Linked DNA regions of Sus scrofa: regions 2, 3 and 4 are each linked to region 1. The links are chromatin contacts, called in public HiChIP or PLAC-seq maps. All regions are on one chromosome and are shown on one strand. Each heading gives the region's core, a stretch centred on a gene start, on an enhancer-like site or on the middle of the called end of the contact. The rest is flanking DNA. Distances are from core to core; before and after follow the strand shown. Region 1 overlaps FYCO1 (FYVE and coiled-coil domain containing 1). Region 2 has its middle 22 kb from the start of CCR2. Region 3 has its middle 54 kb from the start of CCR2. Region 4 has its middle 42 kb from the start of CCR3.

What was found. HiChIP or PLAC-seq counts read pairs in DNA pulled down with a chosen protein or histone mark.
Region 2: an H3K27ac HiChIP or PLAC-seq map of alveolar macrophages shows a contact between it and region 1. The contact joins two enhancer-like sites. A contact is called at or near these places in 2 of 5 promoter capture datasets (fetal liver and liver) and 1 of 2 datasets of contacts at active chromatin or transcription factors (alveolar macrophages).
Region 3: a contact with region 1 is called in an H3K27ac HiChIP or PLAC-seq map of alveolar macrophages. The contact joins two enhancer-like sites. A contact is called at or near these places in 1 of 5 promoter capture datasets (fetal liver) and 1 of 2 datasets of contacts at active chromatin or transcription factors (alveolar macrophages).
Region 4: an H3K27ac HiChIP or PLAC-seq map of alveolar macrophages shows a contact between it and region 1. The contact joins two enhancer-like sites. A contact is called at or near these places in 1 of 5 promoter capture datasets (fetal liver) and 1 of 2 datasets of contacts at active chromatin or transcription factors (alveolar macrophages).

Annotation. Positions count from the first base shown.
Region 1 is chr13:29,105,664-29,110,268 of Sscrofa11.1, reverse strand. It overlaps FYCO1 (FYVE and coiled-coil domain containing 1), which reads left to right. Exons shown (of 17, transcript NM_001128477.1): 15 at 453-652; 16 at 3,244-3,388. Among named protein-coding and RNA genes, the nearest start is that of CXCR6, 12 kb to the right of the region's middle. Within about 2 kb of position 2,703, at least 20 of the 83 cell types and tissues checked have an H3K27ac peak or open chromatin away from gene starts, as enhancers often do. A contact at or near this core is called in alveolar macrophages, where this site is marked.
Region 2 is chr13:29,344,611-29,349,215 of Sscrofa11.1, reverse strand. No RefSeq gene overlaps it. Among named protein-coding and RNA genes, the nearest start is that of CCR2, 22 kb to the left of the region's middle. Within about 2 kb of position 2,160, at least 5 of the 83 cell types and tissues checked have an H3K27ac peak or open chromatin away from gene starts, as enhancers often do. A contact at or near this core is called in alveolar macrophages, where this site is marked.
Region 3 is chr13:29,312,635-29,317,239 of Sscrofa11.1, reverse strand. No RefSeq gene overlaps it. Among named protein-coding and RNA genes, the nearest start is that of CCR2, 54 kb to the left of the region's middle. Within about 2 kb of position 2,594, at least 23 of the 83 cell types and tissues checked have an H3K27ac peak or open chromatin away from gene starts, as enhancers often do. A contact at or near this core is called in alveolar macrophages, where this site is marked.
Region 4 is chr13:29,291,797-29,296,401 of Sscrofa11.1, reverse strand. No RefSeq gene overlaps it. Among named protein-coding and RNA genes, the nearest start is that of CCR3, 42 kb to the right of the region's middle. Within about 2 kb of position 2,266, at least 21 of the 83 cell types and tissues checked have an H3K27ac peak or open chromatin away from gene starts, as enhancers often do. A contact at or near this core is called in alveolar macrophages, where this site is marked.

The DNA.
Region 1 (4,605 bases), core at 1,454-3,953:
ATGGAGCCCAGAGAGGGAAGAGGCTGAGGCCTAACCATAGGAACTCAGAGCTAAGACCTACCCCCCCACACCCCCCGCCCTGGCCAGGGCCTAAAGAAGAGCAAGCAGGAATGAATCTTGGATTGGGGTGAGGGTAGAGGGAGAATCATTAGCACGGGGCTGGGGGCCGGGGGGGGGGGGGTCTTTGGTCCCTTGAAGCACTAGCCCTTGAGGTTGCATCAGGAAAGGGAGACTCAGCCTGCCTCCCAGGACCCAAGGAAGTAAAACTTTCTCCCATTAGGCTTACCAAGATGGCTTTCCTGGAAGCATATGAAATGGGCCTTAAGGCCATACTCTAGAGGGGGGACAGAGCCATGTCTAACAAGCCATGTGGCATCCAGTTCCGGTGCCAGGCAGGTCACACAAGACCTATGGTGTGGTGTCCTCACAGCCTGTGCCCATGTCGTCCCCAGAATATGTGGCCGTATCTTCTGTTACTACTGCTGCAACAACTACGTCCTGAGCAAGCACAGCGGCAAGAAAGAGCGCTGCTGCCGGGCCTGCTTCCACAAGCTGAGTGGGGGTCCCGGGTCACCTGACAGCACCAGCTCTGGCACCAGCCAGGGAGAGTCCAGCCCCACCCCTTCATCAGCCCAGGCTCCCGGAGGCCAAGGTCAGTCTCCCACCACTGCCCTTGGTGTTCTGCAGGTACATCCCCCACTCCCACTACCCATTGTGGCTGCCTAGACATGCTTAATTCAGTGTCTTCCAAACTTAGGCACCAAAAAGGTAGTACCACTAATTTGAGACTTTCTTTTTGATGTAATTAGGGTTGAAGGAGAATCGAAAAGAGAATAACTTTCTCCTGTTATGACTCAGTGCTATTTTACATGAAGTCTGTTTACCTCTTAACTCACATAGCACCAGAGGAGCACACCCCACACTTTGGAAAACACTATCTCCCAGGGCCCCAGCCCTGGTGTCCAGCCTTCTCTCCCAGGGTAACCAAAGGCCAGAAGTTGAATCTGGAACATATCCTTCTCTATGTCCCTGTAGCTCACGTTCTTTCCCAGTGGCCTAGAAGGATGTATTCTCCTTCATGTTCTCTCACTCAGCTCAGTAAAAGGAAGTAGAATTTGGTTACTGCTGCTTCTGCTCTGAGCACAGCCTCGAAAACTAGCCTAGGCTCCCTTCTCAGACTGGACTGTGGATGTAGAGCACCAGGGGGGCCAGCAGTGACTCTCATCTGTGCTCAAGCCTCTTGAAGCTGGTCCTCCGAGACTCTGCCTTTGCCCCGGCCTGGATCCAGGCCAGCTGGCCTTCAGAAATACTGCTAGTTCCTCTTTTGTTTAGCTGAATCATCAAGGAATTGGCAGGCCTCAAAAAAGAACTGCTCAGGCATGGGGAAGTTTACTTTCCACATTAGAGTGGTGTTTTAATTGTTGAATTTTGAAAGTCTTTTATATATCCTGGATATGAATTATCAGATATGTGTTTTATAAATATCTTCTCCCAATATATAGTCTGTCTATTTAAATTTTCTTTCAAAGAGCAGAAGTTTATAATATTGATAAAGTCCAGTCAGTTTTTTTTCCCCTTATGGATCCATTTTTTCCTATTCTTTTAGTATCATATCTATCTTTGCTTAACCCACAGACTCAAAGAGCTTCTTCCTTTTCCTGCTACAAGTTTTATGATTTTAAGTTCATGTTTGAATCTGTGATCCATTTTGAGCTAATTTTTTAATACAGTGCCAGCTATGCCCGGAGATTCATTTTTTGTGTATGGTTATCCAAATGTTCTAGCACCATCGGTCTTTTCCTATAGAACTGCCTTTGCATCTTTGTCAAAAATCAGTTGCTTTTATAGATGTGGGTCAGTATCTGGCCTTTCTATTCCTCCATTTAGCTATGTTCCTTTTTCTTCCACCAGTACCAATCTGTTATGATTACCATAGTTTTATAACGAGTCTTAAAATCAGATAGAGTGGGTCCTCCAATTTTGTTCTTTATTAGAGTGTTGGCTGTTCTGGGTCCTTGGTGTTTCCATATTACTTTTAGAGTCAGCCAGTTGGTCTCTACAAAAAAATCCTGGTGACATTTTGATTGGGATTGCATTGAATCTCTGGATCAATTTGGGGAGAACTGACATCTTAACAAAATCAGTCTTTCAATCCACGAACATGGCATAGCACTCTGTTTAGGTCTCCTTTGATTTCTCTCAGTGGGCATCATTTTGGATCCCTGATGCTCATGTTCCCTTCTTCCTTCCCTCTGTCAGCCTCAGAAGGCAGGTTCAGGAGTGTGGCTGGGCCTGTGGAGAGAAACCAATCCCTGGTCCCCCTTTTCAGCCTGCACCTCAAGCCCTCTATTACACAGACTTTTGACAAGAGGAGAGACATTCCTTCTTAAGAGCAGCCTATCCCAGAAGCCATGTGGCAGGGCCCACTGGGAATTGTAGCTCATATTACCTGCTCTTGTTGAATAGTCCAAGAATCTTTCCCTTGCCCAGCTCACTGGTGGGTGTTCCAGTGACAACAGAGGGTGGCACAGTGCCAGTCTGCTGAGGCTACTTGTTTTGATTTCTGACATTTCCTGTCTCCTCCTCTGTCTGTCTCTCTGTCTTTCACCTCAGACCTGCCACCACATTTTCCATGACAGGCAAGAGAGTTCTGGTGGTGGGTGGCTGGCACAGCCATCCACACAGCATCCTTCCTACAGGGTGGCCTGCAAAGGTGGACAGGAGTCCGTCAGTCAGAAGCACCATGGCTGCTGCAGCTCCCTGTGCAGAGGGAGGCTCTTTTCCACCCCCCAGTGGGTCGGGATGAAAATGCAGGTCAGATAGAATCCTGCTTTCACAGAGACATGAACGAGGTCTGACTGATGGAGCAAGGATTTGGCATCAAAGAAATATTTACCTTTTTATCAGAATCTTTCCTTGTAAGGTTTTGATAGGTTTTTTGTTTGTTTGTTTGTTTTTCTGCTGAATAAGGGGTCTCGGAATATGTAGGAGCTTGAGACCTCTAAGCCCCTAGCTAAGGAGCTGTAGAAAAATCTTAGGTTATGCATTCAGTTTCATCCATGATCCCCTCATCTACTTTTCTGGAACATCCCAACAGCCATTTCTCTCCATCTGGACAGAATGGCTGTTGGTTGAATGGGCACTTAGAGTGTGTCCTGCTGGCTCACCCCTCGTAGCTGTGCTCCCTCCCTGTCCTGGGCATGACTGTGCGTTTCCTCTCTCTCCTGACTGCCTCTGACCCAGGGGCGAACACAGACTGCAGGCTGCCCAACGACGCCGTGTTTGATATCATCACGGATGAGGAGTTGTGCCAGATACAGGAGTCCGGCTCCTCCTTGCCTGAAACACCTACCGAAGTGGATTCTCTTGACCCAAACGTGGCCGAACAGTGAGTAGACATCACCTCCGCTTCCTCAAAGGGCCTGTACTTTTTTATCAAAGGGTTGGGAGAATTCAGAAGCAGGATTTGCAGTCTTTGCTTAAGGGAAGGTGCCTCAGAACAGTGCCTGAGATAGGATGGCCCTTGAGGAGCCTCATGGCTTGGGGAGTTGTCGGTGTCGAGCCTCATCTGGGAGTTCCTGGGCATATCTGTCAGCATCCCCATGAAGGCCTTTCCTGGCTCAGGCGACTGTATTAATCTGCTGAGGCCACCATAAAAACAAATACCACAGACCAGGTGACTTAACAGAAGTCTATTTTCTCACAGTTCTGGAATGTCTAAGGCCGAGGTGTCAGCAGGTTTGGTTTCCTGAGGCCTTTTCCTTGGCTGGCAGACAGTTGCTCTCTTCCTGTGTCCTCACTTGGTCACCCCTGCTATGTGCTTGTACTCCTGATGTCTCTCTGGGTCCTGATCTCTTCTTATAAGGACATCAGTCAGGTTGAATTATTGGCCTCATTTTAACTCAATTATTTCTTTAAAGGTCTTATCTCTCAAAACAGTCATGTTCTGAGGTCCCAAGGTTAGGATATCAACAAATGAATTTAAGTGGGTAGGACATAATTCAGCGCACAAGAGGAGCCCTTGCTGTGCTGCCTTCAGCCATGCGCAGAGCAACACTCTGCTCTTTCTCTTTTGGTGCAGTGGGTTAAAGATGTGGCATTGATGCTACTGTGGCTCAGGTTCAGTCCTTGGCCCAGGAACTTTCACATGCCACAGGTGCAGCTAAAAAAGAAAAATAAATTAAAGCCAAGCTAAAAAGGGGGAAAAAAAATAAAAAGAAAAGGAGTTCCCACTGTGGTGCAGTGGGTTAAGAATCCATCTGCAGTGGCTCAGGTCTCTGCAGAGGTAGTTTCAATCCCCAGTTCAGCCCAGCAGGCTAAAGGATCCGGTGTTGCTACAGTTGCAGCATAGGTCACAGCAATGGCTCAGATTCAGTCTCTGGCCCAGGAACTTCCTTCATATGCCATGGGTGTGACCATAAAAAGGAAAAGAAAAAAGAAAAAGAAAAACCATGCTTATCGTTTGGAACCATTCATCAAGCTCCGTAGTGGTGCCAGGAGAAAAGAAGCTCGGATTCAGTTTCATTTGTCTTGGGCAGATGTTTCTCTCAGAAGTTCTTTTAGCTCCATCTAAGCCCTCCCCAAACCCCAAAGTTCTAAAAGCAG
Region 2 (4,605 bases), core at 911-3,410, 240 kb before region 1:
TCAGGCGTGGCTATGCATCAACCCCAGTTAAGGAACTTGAGAGGAAGACAGATGCTTCTGTCATCCTGGCCCTGCTGAATCAGATTCCAGTAGCAAAGTGCTCAGCACATTTAAAGGACAGTCTAACTTCAGGGATTGGTAGGTCTCTGTAGGAAAATACTGGGAGATTGGCCAGCAAGTAAAGAAGGACCTGGTCTAGGGGAGTGACAGTGAAATAGTTCTAAGAGCGTTGTTCTGGTGCAGTAGGCAGTATGCCTTCGGAGGATGAAAGCCTATGGGCAGAGGCTTGAGCAGCAACCTGAACTGCTGTTTCACATTTGTATTCCTGGTGCCTAATGTGGTACAAAATCAATACTCAATGAATGAAGGAGTGAATGAATGAACTAGAGTCATAGTAGCAGGGATATAGCAGAAAACTTTGTCCTGGACGTAGCTCAACTGCAGACAGCCTAAGGATTAGTGCAAAATTTTCTTCAGCATCTTTTAGAATTTTGCCTTTTTTAAAAAAAAAAAAAATCTGAGACTGGGTTCATTACGTTCTGGCTCAGTAGTACTCTGACAGGAATGGAACACCTTTACGTACCCCACTCCCCCCCCCGCCCCCGACCTCAAGTGTGAATAGTGGTTGTAGCTGAGATCAGCAGATTTCTGCCCCACTTCCCCTGCTCCTCTGAGTCAACTACAGGGAAGGAAGAGTCATGCCTTTTCCTGGACACACATAGCTTTTGTTTAGGTCAGAGAGGAGTTGGAGTTTCAAGGTTGGGGTGTCAAAACCTAGTGCTTCTCAGTCTTTAATGTGCACATGAACCTTCTGGATATCTTGTTAGAATGCTGCTTCAGGGGCCAGGGGAGGGCCTGATTTGCATTTTTAACAAGCTCTTGGTTGATGCTGAAGCTGTTGATCCCAGACAACTGTTTGAGTATCAAGGTTCTGCAGAGCTTTCCACCCAGTGTTCCCAGTGATCAAAAGGATCGTAGAAGTTGAGTCTCCTGGCTGCACATAGCTTCATTTTGTTTACTCCAATAAGAATCATACTCTACAATGGTATGACCTGAAAGAGTTTGAGAAGCACTGCACAAAAGCATTAGTTCTTCAATTTGGGTTGGTATTAGAATCACCTAGGGAACTTAGTAAAACTACAAAAGCTCAGGCCCTATCCTGCTTCAAGGGACCCGGGCCTTTAGATGATTCTGATCCACACCAACTTGAGAACCATGCACCAATAAATAACTTTAGATGTCCCAGGCGATGAGCTGTAGTCTGCAAGAAAACAGCAAAGCAGCTGATCCACTGTTAGAAACAGGGAGGCTCATTTTTTCCCCTCAGCTTGTTGAGATATAATGGGCAAATAAAATACAGGGAGGCACTTTTTGTTCATTCATGCACCCATTCAGCAAACACACGTTGAGCTCTTACTATGTGTTAGCTATGGTTTTGAATACAGGAAGCATGGGAGTACTGAGATAAGTCAGACATGGATTCTGTCCTCATGAAGTTTGCAGTTTAGTGTGGGAGACAGATGCTAAACAGGTCATTCAGGTTCATACTCTGGAATAAAGCAGATAAGACATGCATGTTTATAAATCACCAGACCCACAGGGAACAGCTAGTCTGGGTCAGTTGCTAAGGTTACAAAATGAATAGGACAGAGTCATTCCCCCTCTAGAAACTCCTACACTGGTGACGAAAAAGGAATCCAAAATGTTAATGTATTGGGGTTCCTTGGGGTCCTAGGCAATAGCTCAGAGAAGACAAGGACCCTTCTAACTCATGGACTTTTAATCAATATCTAGTGGGTCACCGTGGAAATAGGGTGGGTTCTCATTGTGTGAACTAGCTCTCACAAATATTTTTAAGTGTCTAGTTAAAAATATTTTCTCCAGCTCCATCCCAGTTATGCCTATCCATGATCATAATTCACATCCTACAGGAAGCTGGAAGAGGAGAGGATTTTGATGTTTACTCTTACCAGGGTTTCACCTTTTGACATTCCATGACGTACACAACACCAGTGTTGTCCCCAGCCTCTCCAGCTCTAATGCTTGATATTTCAAATCCATACAGGCTCTAGGTCCTAAATAACATAGACTTTTACACACTAGGGGAGGCAGATGCACATCTTGCTTTTCTTCGTTAGAGGTCTGCAACTTGCGTCAAGCAGAAATGAGTCACTTCCTTGGCTTCCCTCTGCTTTGATGTTAAGGTCCAGAACTACATGACTTTAGTCTAGACCATGACAAAAGTTCTCCTGGTAGGGCCTGGTATCTTCAACTGCAGTTGCTTTTATGATGAGCCCAGCAGAAATATCATGCACCTGAAATAGAATGTGTTTATACCTCAGCCTTTGAATTGTCTCACCAAATAGAATCAAATGAAAAGAGGAAGTTGTCTCCAACCTCAGGAATGAGGAACCACCGTATAGTACACATTCAGTAAAGCATTACCATCAAGCATTGGAATAGCTGCCCTTTTCAAAACAATGAAATTATTGCATTTGTGTGTACCAAAGATACTGTTTCACATACTCTTTCTTTTCACATCTGTAATTTCCCCTTGGCCCCATCTGTACAAAACCCATATGAATTTCCCTCTCTCTTCTCCCATGCAAAAATCCCTATCTCCTCTTTCTTTTTCTCCAGAATAATATGTAGAGGTAATCAATGCCTTAGGTCTGTAGTAATGGGTCAGCAAGTGCTGAGGACCGAGGGAGGTGTTGTGAGGGGAGAAATATTGAGGCTTCTGTCCTCAAGGAGGATGCCTTCTGATGAAAGAGGCAGGGTGTAACAGACCTGGAAGGGCAGCCTGCAGTGCTGGGTTGCTTGTTTGTAGGGCAGTGAGGTCTCAGTTTATGCTGGGGGTAGCTTGTATCTCATTCAAGAATGATATCGATCTGTTGTGTACTTATGCTGTCTTTATATGATTTTGGTATCAGAGTAATGCTAGTCTCATAGAATGAGCTAGGAAGTATTTCCACCTCTTCAATTTAAAAAGCATTTGTTAGAAATGGTATTGTTGGAGTTCCCGTCGTGGCGCAGTGGTTAACGAATCCGACTAGGAACCATGAGGTTGCGGGTTCGAGCCCTGGCCTCGCTCCGTGGGTTAGGGATCCGGCATTGCCGGGACCTGTGGTGTAGGTTGCAGACGCGGCTCGGATCCCGAGTTGCTGTGGTCTGGCGTAGGCTGGCGGCTACGGCTCCGTTTCGACCCCTAGCCTGGGAACCTCCATATGCCATAGGAGCGGCCCAAGAAATGGCAAAAAGACAAAAAAAATAAATAAATTAAAAAAATAAATGGTATTGTTTTCTTCTTCAAATGTCTAGTAGAGTTGAAGCCATCTGGAGTTTTCTTTGTGGAGGGTTTTTAAACTAGAATTTCAATTCATTTAATATCTCTTGGGCTATTCAGTTTATCTGTTTCTTTTGGGGTGGACTTTGGTTATCTTTCATGTAATTTGCTTTATCTTAATTGCCTAATTTATTTGTATAAAATAGTTCATAATATTCCCTTAGTGCCTTTAGAATCTGTAGCAATGTTACCATTCTCATTTGTGGTAGGGGCAATTTGTGTCTGTTTTTTTTTTTTTTTTTTTTTTTTTTTTTTGACTCTTTGATGGTCTGGCTAGAATTTTATTAATCTTCATCAAGAAACAGCTTTTCATTGATTTTTTTTCTCTTTTTTTGTTTTCTATCGCATGGATTTATGTTCTTGTTTTTATTGTTTTCTTCTGTTTACTTTGCATTAATTTTGTCCTACTTTTCTAGTTTTTTAGGGTGTAGGCTGAGGTCATTGATTTGAGACTTTTTTTCCCCACACCCACAGCATGTGAAAGTTCCTTGGTCAAGGATTGAAATTATGCTACAGCAGCAACCCAAGCTGCTGCAGTGGCAGCACCAGGTCTTTAGCCTACTGTGCTACAAGGGAATTCGTAGATATATTTTTTTTAAATATAGGAATTTAGTGCTGTCAGCTTCTCTGTAAACATTACTTTAGCAGCATCCCACAAATAGATTGCAATGGTAGAGCAAAGCAAAATCTAAATAAAAGCAAAAATATATTACTCTTGAAAATCCTTAGGAGGACTAAGAAGGAAAACTCCTGTTTTTCTGACTCAGAATACTTCAGTGAAAAAAAAAAACCCTATTTCCCCTTCCCATAGAATACTTCTGACACCAAATATGTGAGAATTTTCCCTATATCATCTGATTCTCCAGGACTCTCCAGATACTGACTATATGTGTTGTCCTACATAATTCAGTTCTAACACTGTCTGGAGTTAATACAGACCCATAGGTTAAGGCTCAGTTCCACAAGACTGGCCCTACTTCAGACAGAAACCCCAGTGGCAAGTCCACGCTTTCCATACTTCTTACTGACCAGCTGCAAATTGGGGGTTCACACGACCCCCTCCTTGGGTTTGATAATTTGCTAAAACAGCTGTCAAAACTTTGGAAAACAGATTACTTACTAGATTACTGGTCAATTATAAAAGAGTACAACTCAGGAACAGCCAAATGGAAGAGATGCATAGGTCAAGATATGGGGAGGGGGCCTGGGGATTTCATGTCCTGGCTGGGCATGCCACTCACCCAGCACCTCAGTGTGTT
Region 3 (4,605 bases), core at 1,345-3,844, 210 kb before region 1:
GGAGTGAGGAGGAAGTTTACAGGGCCCCAGGGTGTTGAGGTAGTTGGGAGCCATGTCCTGTGGGGTTGGCAGGCTTTGGGCAGAGCTTTGCCCTTTACAGGGCACTAGCCGGGGAGCTCTTGGAGGGCCCTGGGTAGCAGAGGGACTGATGTTTTAACAGAATCAAATCACTCTGGAGGCCGCCTTGAGCATAGCCTATTAAGGCAGGCACAAGCAGGAAAGCAAGTTAGGCAAAGTCCCCACGATGGTGGCTTGTTAAGGATAGGAGCATTGGAGGCGGGCATGAATGGTCAGATCCCGAATAGCCTGGGGCCATGTGACTGATGCTGAGCACACCCATAGCACTGGCCTCACTGCCGTGTTGGCAAGAACAGCAGGCTAGTTTAGGGCACAACCTGCGCAACTGTCCTTGCACACGCTTCATCCATTCACATCTTGGTAAAACCTAGAGCTGAGCAACCAACGATCTCTTTGTTCTGGTTCAGTCTGGCTCCTCTTTTTAAATCCTTGTTAGTTTTTTGCTGTCTGCTCATTTCTTTCTGCATCCCATGCAGTGAGGCCACACTGATCCACCCTCACTCAAGCTGGACTCACCACTTCCTTGTATTAAGGCTGACACATTAACTGCCCAGAATATCTTTCTTTTTGTAGAATCACAAAGTTCAGACTTTAAAGTAGAGATTGCCCACACCTCTCCATGCAGTGTTTTAGCTATATTCCCCTTCACATATCCATTTAAATGTAAGAACCTAGGCACTATAGTTTTCTTTCCTACGGCTCTACAAAATGGCTCTTCTTCCTCTCCTCCTTCCCTTTTAAATTAAAGCCTCATGGTTATTCTAATTTTGAGGTAGCAGTGGGTTTAGGCTTGTCTGGTTTCTCATGTGTGAAAAGCTTTTCATTGTAATAGTGGAATTTGGGGCTTAACGGTGGATGTTGGAGTGACAATTTTGGTTGGGGATTCTGCAAAATGATACTGTAGATATAACTCTTGGGCTACCTAAATCCACTGGCTGGTTTTCAGTTGTTCTTAATCGTTCACACAGGTCTCCTGTGGCTTCATTTTGATCTACTTTCTCAGTTACTTGCCTCTTTGACTTAGAATAGTTCCATTTTTTTATGATCATAGTTTGAAGCTAGGAGGCCTAAATTTCAGTCCTGACTCTTCCAGTGCAGCTGAGACACTGGCCATGGCTTTTTACCCCTTAGGACCTCAGTTTCCCCAAAAGTAAAGATAGCATATTGGGGTCTAGCCCAGGACCCATGGTCCCTGGGACTCAGGATTGTTTCTTGCTCTGTATACTGTGTTAAAGATAGAAGAGTAAAGGGGAGCCACGACCCTGGAAGTGTCTTCTTCTGATGTCTCTTTTGCCTATTTCATTATGAGTCTAGGGAAGTAGGGTGAAAGACGAGGTTGCAGAAATGATTCGTCTCTCACCAAATGGGTTGTTTGCATTGTTTCCAGGCCCTCCCTGATAGTGGTTCTCCAACTTGTCCTTGCTGAGGCACGGGTTCACAGGCCTACCCTGGTTTCTGTTTCAGGGGGTATGGGGTGAGTAAGGCCCAGGACTGCTTTTCTAACAACAAGCTGCTGATACTGCTGGTCTGGCGACCACACTTTGAAAACCACTGTTCTGTGGGACTGAGCTCAAAGCTTGCAACTCCTCACATGTTGACCTTGGCCTCATTCCCATGCATCTGACTGGCATTCCAAGCCTAGGAGACCCCACTGAATGAGTACCTCACTTCCATCCACTTGGATTAGGGGAAGGCCACCTGTGCCCAGACTAAGTGCCTCTCCCCCCAAACACAAATGTGGGCATCTACCCCTAGCTGGGCCAACGAGCTGCTTCCAGGGTAACTGAGATGGGACAGGGAGATTCCAGCCTCTTGGTCTGGCACCTATCTATGGCAGAAACCTCAGCTTGTGGAAGTAGGAATAAAGCTCATTTCAGCTACAGGAGAAGAGAAGCAGAGGCCACAAGAGAAGTTGACAGGAGAGGAGAGGTTCCCTGTTTCCCTAGGCTCCCATTGCTGTTTGCCTCTCACCTTTGAGGCCTTGCTGTACCTCTGTCTTCAGAATCCTTGAAGTAGGCCCTGTATCCATAAAATAAATACCTCTGTTGTCTTAAACCAGTAGTTTTCAAGTTCTAATGCATGTTAATTGCTTGTAAAAATATATTGCTGGATGTGACATCCAGAATTTCTGATTCAGTATGCCTGGCACCTATCTATGGGGGGGCCCTAAGAACCTGGATTTCTGTCAAGTCCCCAGCTAATAGGATGCTGCTGGCCCAGGGATCTAACTTTGAACACCACTGGCTTCAATAGCAGCCTCCTCAATATCCTTGCTTGTGTGATGACTGAAGCTAGAGCTTCAGTGGAGCCTCAGGCTTTTCTAGGTGTCTCTGTAGTGGTCTACACATCTTAGCTACTCAGTCCTGACAGCAGCCCTTTGAGGAAAGGGGATGTGTAATTACTGTTGTGCAGAGGAGAAGGTCATGGTTGTGAGAGGCTAAGGAATATGCCTGATGTCCCTCTTTCAGAGACAGCAGAGCCAGGAGTCAAGTTTCAGTTGTCTGACTTGGAACTAGTGCTCAGTTTCACTTCCCATTCTGGCCAAACTGGGTGTGTTAGCACCCTCAGGACACAGCCCACACCCTAGCCCTCTGTGCCTTTGCTTACACTGGCCCTGCCTAGAGTGCTTCTCTGCCGTGGGCTCTGCCTTGTCATCCTTAGAGTCCACCAGAGGCTCCCTCCCCTCGGAAGCTCCCCCAGACTACCGAGTCTCTCCCCACTCCTGGCCCAAGCGGTCGATAACGTCCTCCTCCTGTGAACATCCATTGCACTTTATGTTGATCTTACTCAATTTTGTCTTGTGTTTTAGCTGCTTGTTTTCTCAGCCCCATTGTACGTGCCTGTGAACTCCTTAAAGGCCGGGACAGATGTGTTTGTGTTCATTGCCCTTCCATTCCCTGCACCCAGCTCAGGGCTTCAGATATGCCCACATTTACCAGACACCTGTTAGGGCGAACCAGGAAAAGAAAGGAGTGACTTAGTCCTTGGTGCAGGCTGTGCCTCTGGGAAATCAGCCTGCAGGGTGTTATTAAGGGTGCTTAGGGATAACTCGGGCAGGAAGGTCAGGAAGGAGGATGAGAAGAGCAAGGAGCTGAACACGTGCCATCTCAACCAAAGTCATGGCTGACTCCATGGGGAGCTGTGGAACTGGAGGACCCTGCGGAGTTATGAAGAGACAAGGCAGTGGGTGAAGGCTGTCCTGGGAAGGTGGTGTGACCCTTTTCAGCCAAGAAGCTGAAAAGAAGGCTGATTCCCAAAGAAGGCTGATAGCTGAAGCTATGTTGGCGGCACTTCCAGCCCTGGGGGGAATGAACCCTTCAAATGTGAAGGGAGCCTGGGGTGCAGCACAGTGACCCTGTATGCACCCACAAATGTCTCCTCACCCTCTCAGCCCTGGTGCTGCCCTTCTGGTCCCTGCTGCCAGCTTTCTGCATCTTGTACTCCATTCAGGCATTTGGGGGGCCTCTGGTGTGGCAGGTGATACCAGCTGACTGCCCCAATCCCACCTCTCCTCCTTCCTTCAGATTCCGTGCTTACATTCAGGACAGACTCCTTTCCAGCTAGAGGTGGCCATGCAGTGCAGTCCAGGCAATGAGACCAAGGGGGAAACTTTTTGGGGATTCCTGGGAAATTGTTCTTCCCTCATATTCTTGCTGCCCCTTCTTCCTCTTAATTCATTTCTTCTTTTTTCTTCCTTCTTAGAATTCAGATATGGAGCCCATGTGGCAACTAGGCGGACAAAAGTTTCACTCTAGGGGTGCAGAGCAGAGAGCTGGATGTAGCAGCTGGGGTGTATGTGTGAGTCAGACAAGGCCATGATTAGTGAAGCCACTATGTAGCTGAGTTTCTGTCATGTGCACGTTGGGGAGACTCAGCTGGAAGGATCACTCCTATTATTATGGCCAGTGTCTGTGCTGTCCACTCAGTGCATTGCTCTTGTACATCCGGTTATCTAGAAGTATGTGGGCTGGAGTTGTGAGTCATGAATTATGAGTCTGGGACTTGGCAGCTGATGAAAAGTCTTGGAAAATAGGGAAGAGGTCCTAAAGGGTAGATGTGGAGGAGGCTAGACAGCAAGGAACAAGCATAGACAGAGGAGGAGAAAAAGCCAAATCGTTGTTCTAATGGTCATTTCCTGCTAATCCCTAGTGTCACCAGCACACCCAGATCTTTCACGGGCCACACATAGGACGAGGAAGGTGGCCTTGGAGAGCTTAGGGCTCAAAGGTGGGCAGAACTAAGGCAAATCTTGGATTCCTCTCTGATGAGCTCTGTGACCTTGAGCAAGTCACTTAGCCTTTCTGAGTTTTTGTCTGGAAAAAGGATTAATGTGATTTACAAATTGAGGTAGGCCAAGAGAAATATTTGAGATAAATTGTTGAAAAAATGAAGGAAAACACATGGACCCCAGTGAGTCCGGCGGCAGAGGGTGTGCTCCAAGTTTTGGTACACTTGCTGCAGGCCTTCCAATGACTTGCCCTCAGCCCAGCAGCCAATGAAAAGAGTAAACCGCATCTAGTTTCGAAT
Region 4 (4,605 bases), core at 1,017-3,516, 190 kb before region 1:
GTTCACTCTGCTGTGAAGATGAAAACCTCAGTATTTGAGTGGTTTTTTTTTCCCCCTTGCTTCAAGTTGCTCAGTGCCTCCAGAAACAGTCATCCTACCCTCTAGTTCTGGCATTTCTCATCCTCTTTAGGTTGGTGAATAGCAAAACCTTCCTGCTGCCTGCCCCCACCCCCTGACCAGGCTCTGTCCTCAGTGGGCACCCAGTGTGAGGCAATAACCTAACTAATTACTTCACCCCTCTTCCCTCGGACTTCCATTTTCCCATTCTGGGACGTGGATATGTGTCTCCTCTGACGCCCACAGCATGCTCTCTAGCATTTCATTTCCACATCAGTTAATCTTGATTTCTAAACCCACCTTCTTCCAAGAATGACTGTATAGGCATGGTTTGGACAGCTCCCAGAATGGGGAAGGAAGGACTGCTGGGCCTCAGGGGGAGGTCAGGGAGCCCCTCTCCAGGCCACAGCCACAGGATCAATCAGCTCTACCCATCCTTGTATGTCTTCATTTGAATTTTCAAGTTCCAGTTGGTCAGGATCCATCACTGTGGGATCAAACAAGTCAAGAGGAACCTAGGAGGAGCCTGGTAATGGCCACTGTAGGAATCATCATGAACCAAGCATCCCCCACCCCATGTTTGTATCTGTAGCAGTGTTACCCCCCCCCCCCCCCCGCAACAGGGTACATCCAAACCTTTCTTAATTCAGGCAGCAAAGTGCCCTTGCTTCCAGACCTCTTGTTTATCATCTGCTGCTTTCCCCTGTCCGCACTGACCATGAGTCTCTACTTCCTGAACACTGTGTATTCAGTCTCAGCTCTTCCTTTGTGTAACCCAGCTTTCCTCAGAGGTATAGCTCCTGTCCTTAGAACCCAGCCTTGCCTCTCCTCCTTCAGGAATTTTTCCATGAACACCTACTTGACACTTTCCATGTATTTTTTTCTTTTATTGCAGCTTGTAACTTGTTTTCCTGTGCCAAATATTATCTCCTCATGTCACACAAGATCCCAGCAGAAAATGACATGCTCAGATTGGGCAGTTTGAGGAGAGTTTAGTCAAGGAACATTTACAAAGGTGATGGCAGTGTGGAGGGAGAATGCATCCCCCTGAGCTGAGTAACAGTGGAATTTCCTACCAGCCTAGGTCCAAAGTGCCAAGGGGTAGGAGGAACTGGCGAGGTCCAGAGCTGAGAGATAGGCCCTGCTGTGGGGGATGTCACCAGCCTCCAGTGCTGCTGCAGGGAGGAGACTGGGGGAATCGACACTTTGACCTCACTCTCCTCCCTTCATCTAACTTCCTGCAGGTGCTCCCCATGGATTCTCCCTAATCCAGAGAGCAAGGGAGAAGACTGGTGTGGTCCATAAGGGGCAGCTTCTCGGGTGCAGAGCAGTGGGGAGAGTAGATCCAGGTGGGGATGACAGAGTATACCCCCCACTCCTTATTTTGACAGAGTATTTAATCTTGAGGCCAGCAACCATGTTTTTCTTTCACCATTCCCTTTACCTCCTGGCATAAAGACTAGGACAATTATAGGTGTTGAGTAAATAGGACCAATTGGAGTTTGATTGATGAATAGCATCCTATTGAACAACATAGGATGAGCAGAACGTCTCTCCCTCTGTCCCTTCCCACTTGTCCTGGGCCAGAGAAGTTGCCGTTCTGATGAGCAGGTTTCAGAGCATGAATTGGCTGCACTTGCTAGCTTTGGGGGCCTTTGTGGGGGTTTTAAAGGTCCCACACATGCTCAAGCAGGTCTAGTCTGCTTCCACCCCTCAAGCAGCAGTATGGTGAATCAGGGTGGGTACCACGGAGACAAGTGCTGCCACCTTGCTTTTGTCTCCTAGTCACACATGTTTCAGCCTACCCATTGCTTTGAGCTTGGGCCAGGCCCTCTGGAATAAGATTTGAATTTCGGTTTAAGAGGAGATAGTGGAATTTCATAGGCCTTGAACTGTTACCAGCTTTACCTAGGCCCTGCACCAGGGAACTAGCAATTAGCCCTGGTCATAACAAAGTGAAACCGTGTTGCCTACCTCTGTTCCTCCCTCTTGTGGCCACTGCGTTGCACAGTTCATAGAGATGCAGATGGTATCCCTTAGAGTTTTGCAACTTAGCTGGACAAGATCAGATACAGTCATTCCTGCCTTTATTGCTATAGCATCATCAAAACCTCACCTCCCACCCAGCATGTGGGGGTATTTCTCTGCTTCATTATTTTCTTGAGTGACTGCCCTGGGTTGGCTGAGTCTCTGGCATTGGAAGGCCCCCTAGTGTTCACATTTTCCATTGCAGCTGTAACTGAAGGAGAGGTTAGCAAGTAAGGGGGACAGTCTGAGGGTTGGGGTCAGTTCCTCAGGACCCAAACTAAGCCAGGAAGAATCTTGTCCTGTCTGAAAACTGAGAGGCTTTCCTCAGGTCAGAAAGTCTAGATTGCAAGAGGCAGCCATTCTTCTGATGGCATGAGGACAGTGGCGTGGCATAGGTTCTTGCTTAGCAGAAAAGGTTACCTTTGAAAATAGGCAGAATCAGAGTTCCCTTTGTGGCTCAGCGGATTACAAACCCAACTAGTATCCATGAGGACATGGTTCAATCCCTGGCCTGGCTCAGCGGGTTAAGGTTCTGGCATTGCCATTAGCTGTGGTGTAGGTTGCAGATGTGGTTCAGATCCCACAATGCTGTGGCTATGGTTGTGGCATAGGCCAGCAGCTGTGGCTCCAGTTCAACCCCTGGCCTGGAATTTCCATATGCTGTAGGCAAGGCCCTAAAAAAGCAAAAAAAAAAAAAAAAAAAAAAAAAAAAAAAAAAAAGGCAAAATCTAGGTATACAGAATTTTAAAGGTATGAATAAGTATTTCTATATTCAAGCTCATATTCATACCCATATAGATATATTTATATCTATACATGTGTATTTATATATCATTACTTTTACCCCCTCTGCCTTATTTCTCAGCCAGGGTCTGGGGCTCTGACATCCATTTAAGTCCCACAGGGCAGTCCTGCATATTCACTAAGCCCTCTGTAGACCTCAAGAGCTGAAATTTGGGGGCTTTGAATTTGCCACCAGTCTGTTGACCCAACAGAACTTAAGAGGTATGAACAGAAAGAATCTTTACTTTTATGCCTCCTGTCCCTTTAAATTGGATCAGAGGCTGAAGTTCTTCTAGCCCCAGTTGGGCTGTCCCATGACTTTTGCCATCACACTTAGGTACAAAAGAAAAAGTCCCATTATCATTTGAAGTCACAAAAGAGAATTTCAGTTCAGAAATTGAAGGGTTGATCTTCATATGAATATCAAAACTCAGCCTGATTTGACAGTTAAATCCACCTCTCCTCCCAGCTGGCTCAGGGATGAACTGACACAGGAAGGAAGAGTGGGGGCACCCTCCTACTTCTCTCTCTTTCTCTCTCTCTCTGTCTCCCTCGTGGCACCTCTGCTACTTCCTCAACGTGGTTTCTAGTCCTCCAGCTGGTGGGTACTGGGAAAGGAAGGAAAGTGGGGTGAGGAAGGTTTTTGTTTGACTGGCCCTGTCATAAGATGTTGACTTCACCCCCAGCTCCTCTTGTGGGGCTGGCAGGTATTTAAAAGTTGATTCTGGGAGTTCCCATCGTGGCTTAGCAGTGACAAACCCAACTGGTATCCAAGAGGGTGTAGGTTCAATCCCTGGCCTCACTCAGGGGGTTAAGGATCTGGCGTTGCCACGAGCTGTGGTGTAGGTCGCACGTCGCTGTGGCTCTGGCATAGGCCAGCAGCTGAGGCTCCAATTGGACCCCTAGCCTGGTAACTTCCATATGCCACACATGTGGCCCTAAAAAAGGCAGTAATAAATAAATAAATAAAAATTTTAAAAGTTGATTCTTTCTCTCATGGTCTGCTTTTGTAGAGTCATTAGAAACTTCCCTGGGAATAGTCAGCATAATTGCATTTTCCCTGGCTGACAGATTCCCATTATCTCCTGTGGTTTCAGCAGTCCACCGCACACACATTTCTCTCATCCTGCAAATGAGCTTCATCCAGGCAGTCTTCTTGGGCATGAATGGAAATCCTCCAGTAAACTCTCTCACTTCGTCTATGGGGAAAAAAAAAATCCCACATCCTTTGCCAAAATCAGCTCTAAAAGCATAGATCCATCCTAAAGTAGTGGCACTTTTTCTCTGTTCCACCCCCAAAGTGGCTGGCTGGTCTTGTCTCCCAATTCCCTGAGTGAGAGCAGGTCTTCTTTAACTGAAGTGACTTGTATCAAGCTCTCAGGTGGTCCCATCGGCTTGAGGTGAGAGACAGTACCCACCATGCCCTCATTCCTTTCCATCCCTGGTGTAGAGGTACCTAGCAGCCCTCAACAAAGAATGCCTTTTCAGGTAGCTCCCTAATTTTCACCAATCCAACCTCTTTGTCCCCAGTGTAGGTAAAGGGTCACAAGAGTCATGAAATGTGTTTTAACAACTCCTATGTCAATTTTGCACATGGCCTACCTTGGAATACAGAATCTGTGGCATCCTGCTACCCCAGTTAACACTTCCAGTGTGCTGTCTGAGTACCAACAGTTAGCATTTTGCATTAGTGAGCAGTGTTTAACTACTACACAATCAACCTTATTTTGTTTAGAA